2 separate regions of the Zea mays genome follow, and region 2 is linked to region 1. Evidence: chromatin contacts called from public Hi-C data. All regions are on one chromosome and are shown on one strand. The core of a region is the stretch at or near the end of the contact, and the rest is flanking DNA. Distances in the headings are between cores, read along the strand shown.

Region 1 (4,526 bases), core at 1,075-3,574:
CCCCGGGGGTTCCGCGCCGGGGCCGGGGCCGGGGCCGTGCCGCCGGCGCTGTACCAGCAGCTGCTGCGCGCGCCCAAGCTCTACCGCGGCGTGCGGCAGCGCCACTGGGGGAAGTGGGTGGCGGAGATCCGCCTCCCGCGCAACCGCACGCGCCTGTGGCTCGGCACCTTCGACACCGCCGAGGACGCCGCCATGGCGTACGACCGCGAGGCCTTCAAGCTCCGTGGCGAGAACGCCAAGCTCAACTTCCCCGACCTGTTCCTTGGCAAGGGCCGCGTCGGCGGGAGCGGCCGCACCAGTGCCAGTGCAGCCGTGTCCTGCTCCTCCTCTTCGTCGTCTGCTCCGCCGACGCCGGACGAGAATCACGCGAAGCAAGCTCAGCGGCATGACGGTGAGCAGCCGTGCAACAGCGAAGCGAAGCCTCTGTTCCCGGAAGCAGAGCAGCCAAACAACTTGGAACACGAACCGAATTCTCAGCTCCAATCGGCCGATCACCATGGCGGTGACGGCAGCACGGTCATGTTTCAGCCGTCGGTGGCGTCGAGCGGCATGTGGGGCCCGGCCGAGGAGGCGTGGTTCAGCGCCTGGGGCCCGGGCAGCTCCGTGTGGGACTACGACATGGACAACGCCCACGGCCTCTTCCTCCAGTCTCGCTTCGCCAGTGAGGCTGCCAGCATGGACTACGTGTCCAGCATGCCGGAAGCCCCGGCGACACCGGCGGCAGGGACTGCCGTGGCCTCCGCTGCTTCCCTTTCTTCTCCTCCCCCTCTTCCTCTTCCCCGCAGTCCAACCTACAGGTGGAAGGACTGAACATGGCACACGATCTTCACGCGCAGGAAGTATCCACCGGAATCGGGATGCTCACAAGTTGCAGATTTTAAGAGTCGGCTTGTGGCGTCTCGCAGCACGATCACCATTCACCGAACAGGGGCATCGAAGGACCACCATTTTATCTGGACCTTTCCCTCTGACTGTTTTTTTTTTCTCTCCCGATGAAACAGCATAAGGAATCCCAGCTGGATTTTTAAGGCTGGGACAAGGATGGCCTCTGTTTCAACCGCCATCCTTGTTGATATTCCGACATGATATTTAGGTATTTCAAGCATGTGTCCCTTGTTGCATGGTTTGCAGTTGCACAGCGGCATGGAGTAGTGTTCTGTCTTTAAGGGATCTCCCTAAAGGCTTGGAAGAGGAGACGGGTTTTATGCTCTCCTCTGATCTTTAGTTGAATGTTTAAGTTTTTTGCAAGTACTGCATTGTGTACTAGTACTACTGCACAAATATGAGCGTCAGTGTGTGCGTGTGTGTTGTGTGCTTTGGGTCTGGAATATATGTATGTCATTGGCAAAACAACTTTTTGTCTTGTTCGGTTATTGATATTTCATGTAGACTGGAGTGTATTGGGTGAGATTGAGATAAATTTTGACTTATTATAAATTTAATCCGACTCAATTTCATCCTGGACTAACGCAAAAATGAACAAGCCTTTATGTGGTGTCAAATCCATATCTAAAGAATTTGTAGCTCCTTAAGAACTGTTGATGTATATATTTTTAGGATATGTCTTTAATGGTTCCGCTTTCTCCACTATTTTTAAATACTATTTTCGACAATTGTGACTCTTCTCTGATCTTGCAATTACGATTGTATCTCTCGCTTTTCACCTTTGTGGTTTTACCTCTCTGTTCTGAAAATGAAGTCGTTGTTTGCCGCTCTCCTGAACAGTATTAGTGAAACTCAGAATTAGTGATTAAAAATAAAAACGAGGGGTAAAATCACAATTGCAGGGTGGGAGAAGAGTATAATCACAATTAATTAAAAAAATTCAAGTATTTTTAGGATTAATTTTGATTATACCCTTCTCTCACATTGCACATATGATTTTAACCCCCTTATTATTAATCATTGAGACACAAAGGCAATGGCAACAATACACTACGTGCGTGTGATTTGGGGGAAAGAAGAAAAATAACAGGTATTGTAAAATTTTATGAACATAACCATAGGTAATGGGTTTTTACCAAAAATAATCTCAAATAACCTACTCTTGAAAAGATTATGAAGATTATCGTATTCTAGGCTTTAAGTTATATAATTTGGATCTATAGTCTAAGTATTTATTTAATCGTTGCATTATTTACGCTAGATTATAATATAATCTAGATAAATTATAATATGAAACGAACAGGACGTAATACCAAATCTGAGCCCAGATAGTTGTCATCTGGGCAAACGACGAAGCCCAAATATTGTGTCGGAGATGCAGTACTCGTATTTGGGCCTTCACCGGTATATAACTCGTAAAGCTTAATTCAGACCGGTGATACGCACTGACACGAATCTCACAATTCTCAACTGAACAAGTCCACGTCGAAGAGTCTAACGCGTTCGTTGCGCTTGCGCACTTGCGCCGGCCAATCATGTTGCGGCCGCCGTCTCCCGTCCTCTACGTCCAGGAAAAGAAGACCGCCGTCGCCGGAATCTTCGGCGACCGCCACTTCTTCGACGCCGCCTCCTTCTCTGACATCCGTGCCGCCCGTGTCGCCGTCGCGGTCCCGAACCCGCAGGCCCAGCCACCCGCCTCCCGCCGCGCTCTCCTCCTCCGTTACCATCGCCTCCTCTCCTCCGCCCGTAATGACACCTGCGCCTTCGACGAGACGTTGTACATCACCTGGCACGACGCCTTCCGCCCCCACCTGAAGCACACAGCCGCCTCCCTCCGCTTGGAGAAGGCCGCCATCGTGTTCAACGTCGGCGCGGCCGCCTCGAGGATCGCGGCGACCGTGAGCCGCGCCACGGAGGAAGGGGTAAGGGCGGCGTGCGGGGAGTTTCAGCGCGCCGCGGGGGCGTTCCGTGCGGTTGGGGAGATGATGGAAGAGGAAGAGGCGACGACGGTGGATATGAGTTCTCAGGCCTCGGCGATGCTGGAGAGGCTCATGCTCGCGCAGGCGCAGGAGTGCTGTTTCGAGCGCGCTCTCGACGCAGGGAAATCACAGACAGTGTGCTCGAAAGTGGCTAGGCAGGTGAGAATTACTGACTGCACGCCCTGCCCTCTTCCTGTATATTCCTCTCGTTATGTCTCGGTTGGGGTTTTAACCACATTGCTCGTTGCACAACTTCAGAGATCATTCTTTGCAAAATGCACAAATGCACTTTTAACAGTTTATGACTACTAGCTGATCCAATTTTGGTGAAAATCGTTTTGGGTACTTTAAGGTGAGAAAATGTTTGCTATGAGCAAACACTGAAAAAGATGGTAGGAGTGGGTTATTTATTCGTGTTGATCAAATGGGGAACTGAAGAATGCTCCCCAGTAGATTTGCCAGGTTGGTCAAGAAATATGAATTCGAAATGCACATGTTCCCTTTTGAATGAACCCATGGGGAGGTGATAGGGAATAGAGGGTGTAAGTTGATGCTTTGGAAATTGGCATTAGTTTGGTGCTTTATATCAATTGCATTGTCTAAATTAATTGCCCCTCGTATGAATCAGTTCCATTTCTGGTAACTCCCAGATCTACTTCCACAAATGATCGTGAATTCCTATTATAAAGATGTAAATTCACTCACTTATGACTACTTGTACGTTTTATTTAATCATGGTAACATGTTCAAATAGAAGGATCAATCAATAGTACATCCAGTCACAATTCAATGATGTCCCAAACAGCAAATTTAACTTATACATACTCCCAGCTTTACAAATTATGTACTTTTGACCAGGTTTGTTAATGTATTTTTCTATAATCTTGGGACGAAAATTGAGAAATTTGACTTCATACAAAGCTAAAGTGAACTATAATTTTGAACGGAGGAGTAGTTAGTTATTTTTTGCTGTCTGAAATATGATCTCGTTATGACTGGGAGGGAGTATAATTCTATAGGAGTGACACTGTTCTATAATGAAAATGAATGTTATTTGATCTTTTTAATACTTAAATGATTTTGTCATTCTTCCTGCAGTACTGGTTGCAGTTGATTCTAAAGTTCGATGTTGCTCATTTTTTCTGTCGCTTGGATGCATATTTACCTCGTTAATCACTGCAACACATAACACAAAGTGAATCGGAAAAGTTGGCTAGCCAAGTGAGATTTTAGTCATTAGTTTACATATCATGACGGCCTGACAGGTTGAAGCCTTGCTATCCTTGACAGATTATGATTTTGTACAACTAGTTATCTTGTTGGATTGGTGACACACCAAACATAAAAGTACAAATCTTTGTAAATCGAAACATGTGTAGGAAGAATTACATTTTAAATAGATAAAGTAGAAGAGGATTCAAACTTGGGTGATTGAGTGTACATCCAAACCATAGGTTCTAGAAGTTTGGGGGATTATACCCGATCTTAAAGCTAACAAGTTGATTGAAATATTTAAACAATGTCATCTACTCTTTTCAGTTACTATGTTATGGGATGCACGTCATCAACGAAATATTTAACTTTAGGGCTAGTTTGGGAACACCGTTTTCTCAAGGGATTCCAATTTTTCCAAGGAAAAATGAACTAATTTCCTTTGGAAAA
Region 2 (4,526 bases), core at 542-3,041, 170 kb before region 1:
AACGAAACTGAGGTTTGTTTCTCCCCAGCATGGATCGCTCGGGCTCCTGCGCTGATGGTGGCTGGAGCTAGCCTGTCTGTACAAGTCCACAAAAGAAAAGGAGTTACACCAATATGACATGTTTGAGAATAGTCAGGCTTTACATCTGTGAACACCAAGTGAACATATTTTTTTAGCATTAGTGCATTAGTCTTGTGGTCCGACGAATCTTAGGGTGTGTTTGTTTGGTTTTTGGCTTTAGCTACCTCCTAAAAGACAAAAGCCAAACTAAATGGCTAGATTCATAAGCAGTTTTTTCTTAAAAAAAAACGATTTTCTCGTAGTACAAAAAAGAAAGCATTTTCGGACCTTCTTTTAGTGATTTTCGAATGGAACTGTGAAAAACATATATCGAACAACTTTTAATGATTTTTAGTGTTTTCGATCAAACGATTTTTAGTTTTTTAATAGGTCACAGCGCACAACAGATTTTTCCATGTCTCACAGTCCACAACGGCTTTTTCATAGTCGCCGTCCAACCAAACATGCCCTTAGTGTTTCTCTGTCTCCAGTGGCGATCTCTCGGTGAGGAAAACGAGAAACTGGTGATTTCAATTTGAAAACCGATACCGGTCGGGGTTTGGCAAGAAATGGTGGTCTTTTCGCCGGTTTCTCGTTTCTGGGAGTAGCGGTAAACATGTGTTGAACGAGATTTAAAACCCTGCTCCTGACTGATGGTCCTTTGGTTCCGAATCTAGCTTCTTTGGCTCATTCAAGCCGGAGCTATTTTGTAATTTAGTTGATAAAACAACTTTCTATGTGTTTCTTTCGAATGGTGCATAAGAAAAATAGAGGAGGAACAAGTAGAAGTCATGTTTTTTTTTGGTGCTCTGACTTCTAACTAGAAAACGGGTTATAGCTCTTATTGGGCTGTTAACGAGAAGCCATTTTTTCTTTACCGTTTGGTACACGATGAGCCCGAGAGGCCGAGATAGAGTCATAGAGCTGTCGAAATAGCCAATCAAAGGGGCCTGAGTCCTGCTGCATGAGATCAGCTCTAAAACGAGAACCAATCAGGCGGCGGGCGAGGCGAAGATATTGGATCGGAGCTGCCAGATGGAAATCGCTGCGGCTGGGGCGCACGGCCGCGCTGCCGTGGAAGGGAGCAGAGATGACGAGCCCTGCCTGACGCGGCCGCACGGCGCGGGCTGCGCTGATCGGCCGAATTCCTTGCCCTATGGCGGCTGGGAGCGGCGTGCGCGTGCATGAGCTGATGCCGACGCTCGCATGCCATTGAAGTGTTTTCCTTTTTTTTTTTTGGAACGGAACAAGGCCAAGTGGTCTTGTACGCGGGCGCAAGCTATCTGCTGGTATCACTCAGGACTTGTTTGGAAGCAAGGATACCGAAGAGAATTGGAGGGGCTAAAATCCCCTTACTATTCAATTTTAAATAGCAAGAGGATTTTATCCCCTCCAGTCCCTTCGGTATCCTTCCTCCCAAACAAGCCCTCAAGAAAAAGGTTTTCCAGCACTAACCAAAAAAGATCTTATATGTTACCACGGAGCGATAAAACCACACCCGAAACTGCTGCTAATGGATAAGAGCAAGCCAAACTTTTTTTTAATAAATGAAAATAATAGTAAAACACTAGGTCTACTGCTACCTGCTAGGTGAGAATGGAGACGAACTGCACCCACCCAACAAGCGAAACGTCCGCTTCCCACTCCCGGTCGCTGGCCTCTGCCATCTGCCTGCACCGCCGCTCCATCTCTTGTTTGTTCCGCAACCTCTCCGCCTTTTTATCCCCCCGCAGTCCCGCACTGCACTACACTGCACCCCGCCTCCGCTGACGTCGACGCGCACGCCGCATCCGCCGCCTTCCTCCCTCCTCATCCGATCTCTTCCTTGCAAGCCCCAAGGGCAGTCTCATCTCATCTCATAAAAGCTGAGCTGTTAGCGCCATCGCCACCATCACATCTTTTTCCTCCGCCTATTTGTACTACGCCACTGTTGTGATCCTGCGCCCTGGACCTGGGGGACAGAGAGACGGAGGGACGTCGGCTGCATCCTGCCGCCGCAGGTCAGTCGCCGCCGTCAGTTCCCGTCTTCTTATTGGTTCTGTTCTTACTGGTTCCGAGTGATGTGGCGATCCGAGTACGTGCTGCTTGTGATACGTGTAGTATCCGGGGTGTCCCTCTGCCTGTGTTCACGGTTTAGATCAGCTGGTTTGCCCCTGCTGCAGTTTCTATGGCTATGGGTGCTCGTTGGATTGTTTCCGTTCTGTCGCTGTGTCCTGTTGTTCCCTTTTGGACATGATTCTCTCTCCCGACGGATGTCCTGCGCCACTTCGATACCCCACCTCCTAGCTTCCACGTGAATCGCCATGGATCTGATTTGCTCTAGCGGTGGCTCTTCTTTCTTTCTTGCTTTCTTTTCTTGGTCCTGTGGTTCGAGGGATGCAGCGAATCTGTATCCGTCGTTCTCTCAACGCCACAAATATCGTTGTTCTCTCCTATCTCCTTATTTCGCAAGGAAACCAAACCAAACGTCTGTTGGGAACTACCATTCGGTACATTGCAGGTCATACCTACGAGTTTTTGAAAAGGTCGTAATGAATTGTGTGTGTGTGTGTTTTCTTTATGCATTATTTTCTTTTATGAAATGTAATCGAGAGTAGAGGAAAGCTTCAGTGTGAAAAAAGATCGGTTCGGCCATATGTTGATTGTTGAGTGCGCAAAACAAAAGGCTGAAAGGCTAACGGTGCCTTGTTTTGGAGGGCACCCTGTGCTAACTGCATGCTAAGCTTAACTAGATACAAATCATTGAAATGAAACGTGATGAGAGTGGGTTCTGATTATAACCTCCTATGCATCGGTTTTAGTATCTCGAGTGCACTAAACAATTTGCCCTTTGGTAATTAATTAGCGGTGTAAGTGTAATCCATCAAACTCTACTGAATCCGTGTGCTTCGCGTGTTGATCTTTGACCGTCTGATTCCATCATAAAGCCAGAACGCAACGCTAGTCGATCACAACTACATGCACATGCTGCTTGTTCGGAGTCACTCCTTGGATTAGGATATTAATGGAGAGTGCAGAGCACAATTAGCATAAGACAACGAAAATCTACTACGTTGACAGTTAAATCTATGCCTCTATGGGTGTGAAGTTTCCCATTTTATAATTCGTTTTACTTTTAAAATTTTAACTTTGATACTCATCTTATTCAAATATTTGTGGAAAAAACAAAAAAATTATGTTTTGGTTTATTATCAAATATGCTTTTTATATATTTACTTTTTCATGATTTTTTGAATGAGATGATCGGTCAAAGTTGGAGTTGAAAACATCAAACGAATTATATTTTAAAACAGATGAAGTATTATTTAATGAACCCTCCTCCAAGTTGCTGGCCAAATCATTGATGGGTTCCCGACCCCATTGCTTTTGTTTTTGTCAGCGTGTGTAAACTGCGACGCCGAGAGTATGGAGGTTGTACGGGTTCAAGAAAAAAGAAAACCGTCATGGTTGCTGGGCAAATTATTCCTGCTTCGGGATCTTATCTCCGTCTGGAAACCATTATCTTTGCTTTTTTGTTGTCGTCTTTTCTGATCCATAGATATGCTTAAAAAGGAACCTTTTGTTGCGCTTATCTCCGTTGAGTATCTAGTGTGCTCCAAAGTCCAAACTCATAATTGCTTTGGAACCTAAAAGTGGTTCATTATCCTACCTTGTCGTTGTCTTTCAATTATTTCTAGAGAAATAAGTACTTGACTAATGACTAGGATCAGATTAAAGATTAGGACAGTCTTAGCAGAGTTTTTCATTATCAAGGCTATCACGTCAAAAAAAACCTGTCTATCTTCGTAAATAAGGCGTTAAGTCTGTTGAAGTGTCACCCATTTTTTTCAAGAGATTTCCATTTTTTCCAAGGAAAGCAGTTCATTTATCTTTAAGAAAACGAGAATCACTTAGTAAATATAGTTGACAAACTAGTTTGTGAGCCAGAAAACCAGAGGGAATTAGAGGGCAAAATGATAATCCCTTAGTAAATATAGTTGCCAAACTAGTTAGGAGCTAGAAAATCAGAGGGTCTTAAAAAATTTATTTAAAATTGAATAAGAAAAGATTTTAGTCTCTCTAATCCTCTCCGGATTTATGTCACCCAAACTAGTCTTAAATGAGAATAAAAACTCTTTTGAAACCCTCACCGAGAATGTTCTATTTTTTCTCTCCCTACATGTTGTTTGTGTGGTCAACCCTACTCCATTGGCCCTCTCTTCCTCTCCGACGAAAACAAGGAGTTAATCCTTTCGCTGTCCAGTTGCCCAACGTCGTTGTCCGAATTCCGAAATCAAATCACGGGGACATGTATAGCTAGCTGATTGGATCAAGGATTCGAGTGCCCATACCTTTCATCTGCTTTCATCTCGAGGTAAATATTTGTAGCTAGTGTGTTCACCCTGTGGATCCTAATCGTTTCGATCAAGGACGCACCCTAACCTTGCCACCTTGGTTCCGTCTAAGGAACGGTAACACCAAACGAC

What was found. A called contact is a pair of places that touch in the nucleus more often than the background predicts.
Region 2: a contact with region 1 is called in a Hi-C map of leaf, with 4 times the contacts expected there. The contact joins the promoter of LOC103627470 here to the promoter of LOC100285833 in region 1. A contact is called at or near these places in 6 of 25 Hi-C or Micro-C datasets (bundle sheath, ear, leaf and 1 more).

The regions. Positions count from the first base shown.
Region 1 is chr5:192,702,903-192,707,428 of Zm-B73-REFERENCE-NAM-5.0, reverse strand. It overlaps LOC100285833 (vacuolar protein-sorting protein bro1), which reads left to right and starts at 2,324. Exons shown (of 2, transcript NM_001158723.1): 1 at 2,324-3,023. The coding sequence starts at 2,421.
Region 2 is chr5:192,876,403-192,880,928 of Zm-B73-REFERENCE-NAM-5.0, reverse strand. LOC103627470 (E3 ubiquitin-protein ligase RMA1H1) reads left to right here and starts at 1,791. Exons shown (of 3, transcript XR_553621.4): 1 at 1,791-2,060. It overlaps LOC109939988 (a long non-coding RNA gene), which reads right to left and starts at 1,735. Exons shown (of 2, transcript XR_002262482.1): 1 at 1,644-1,735; 2 at 1-76.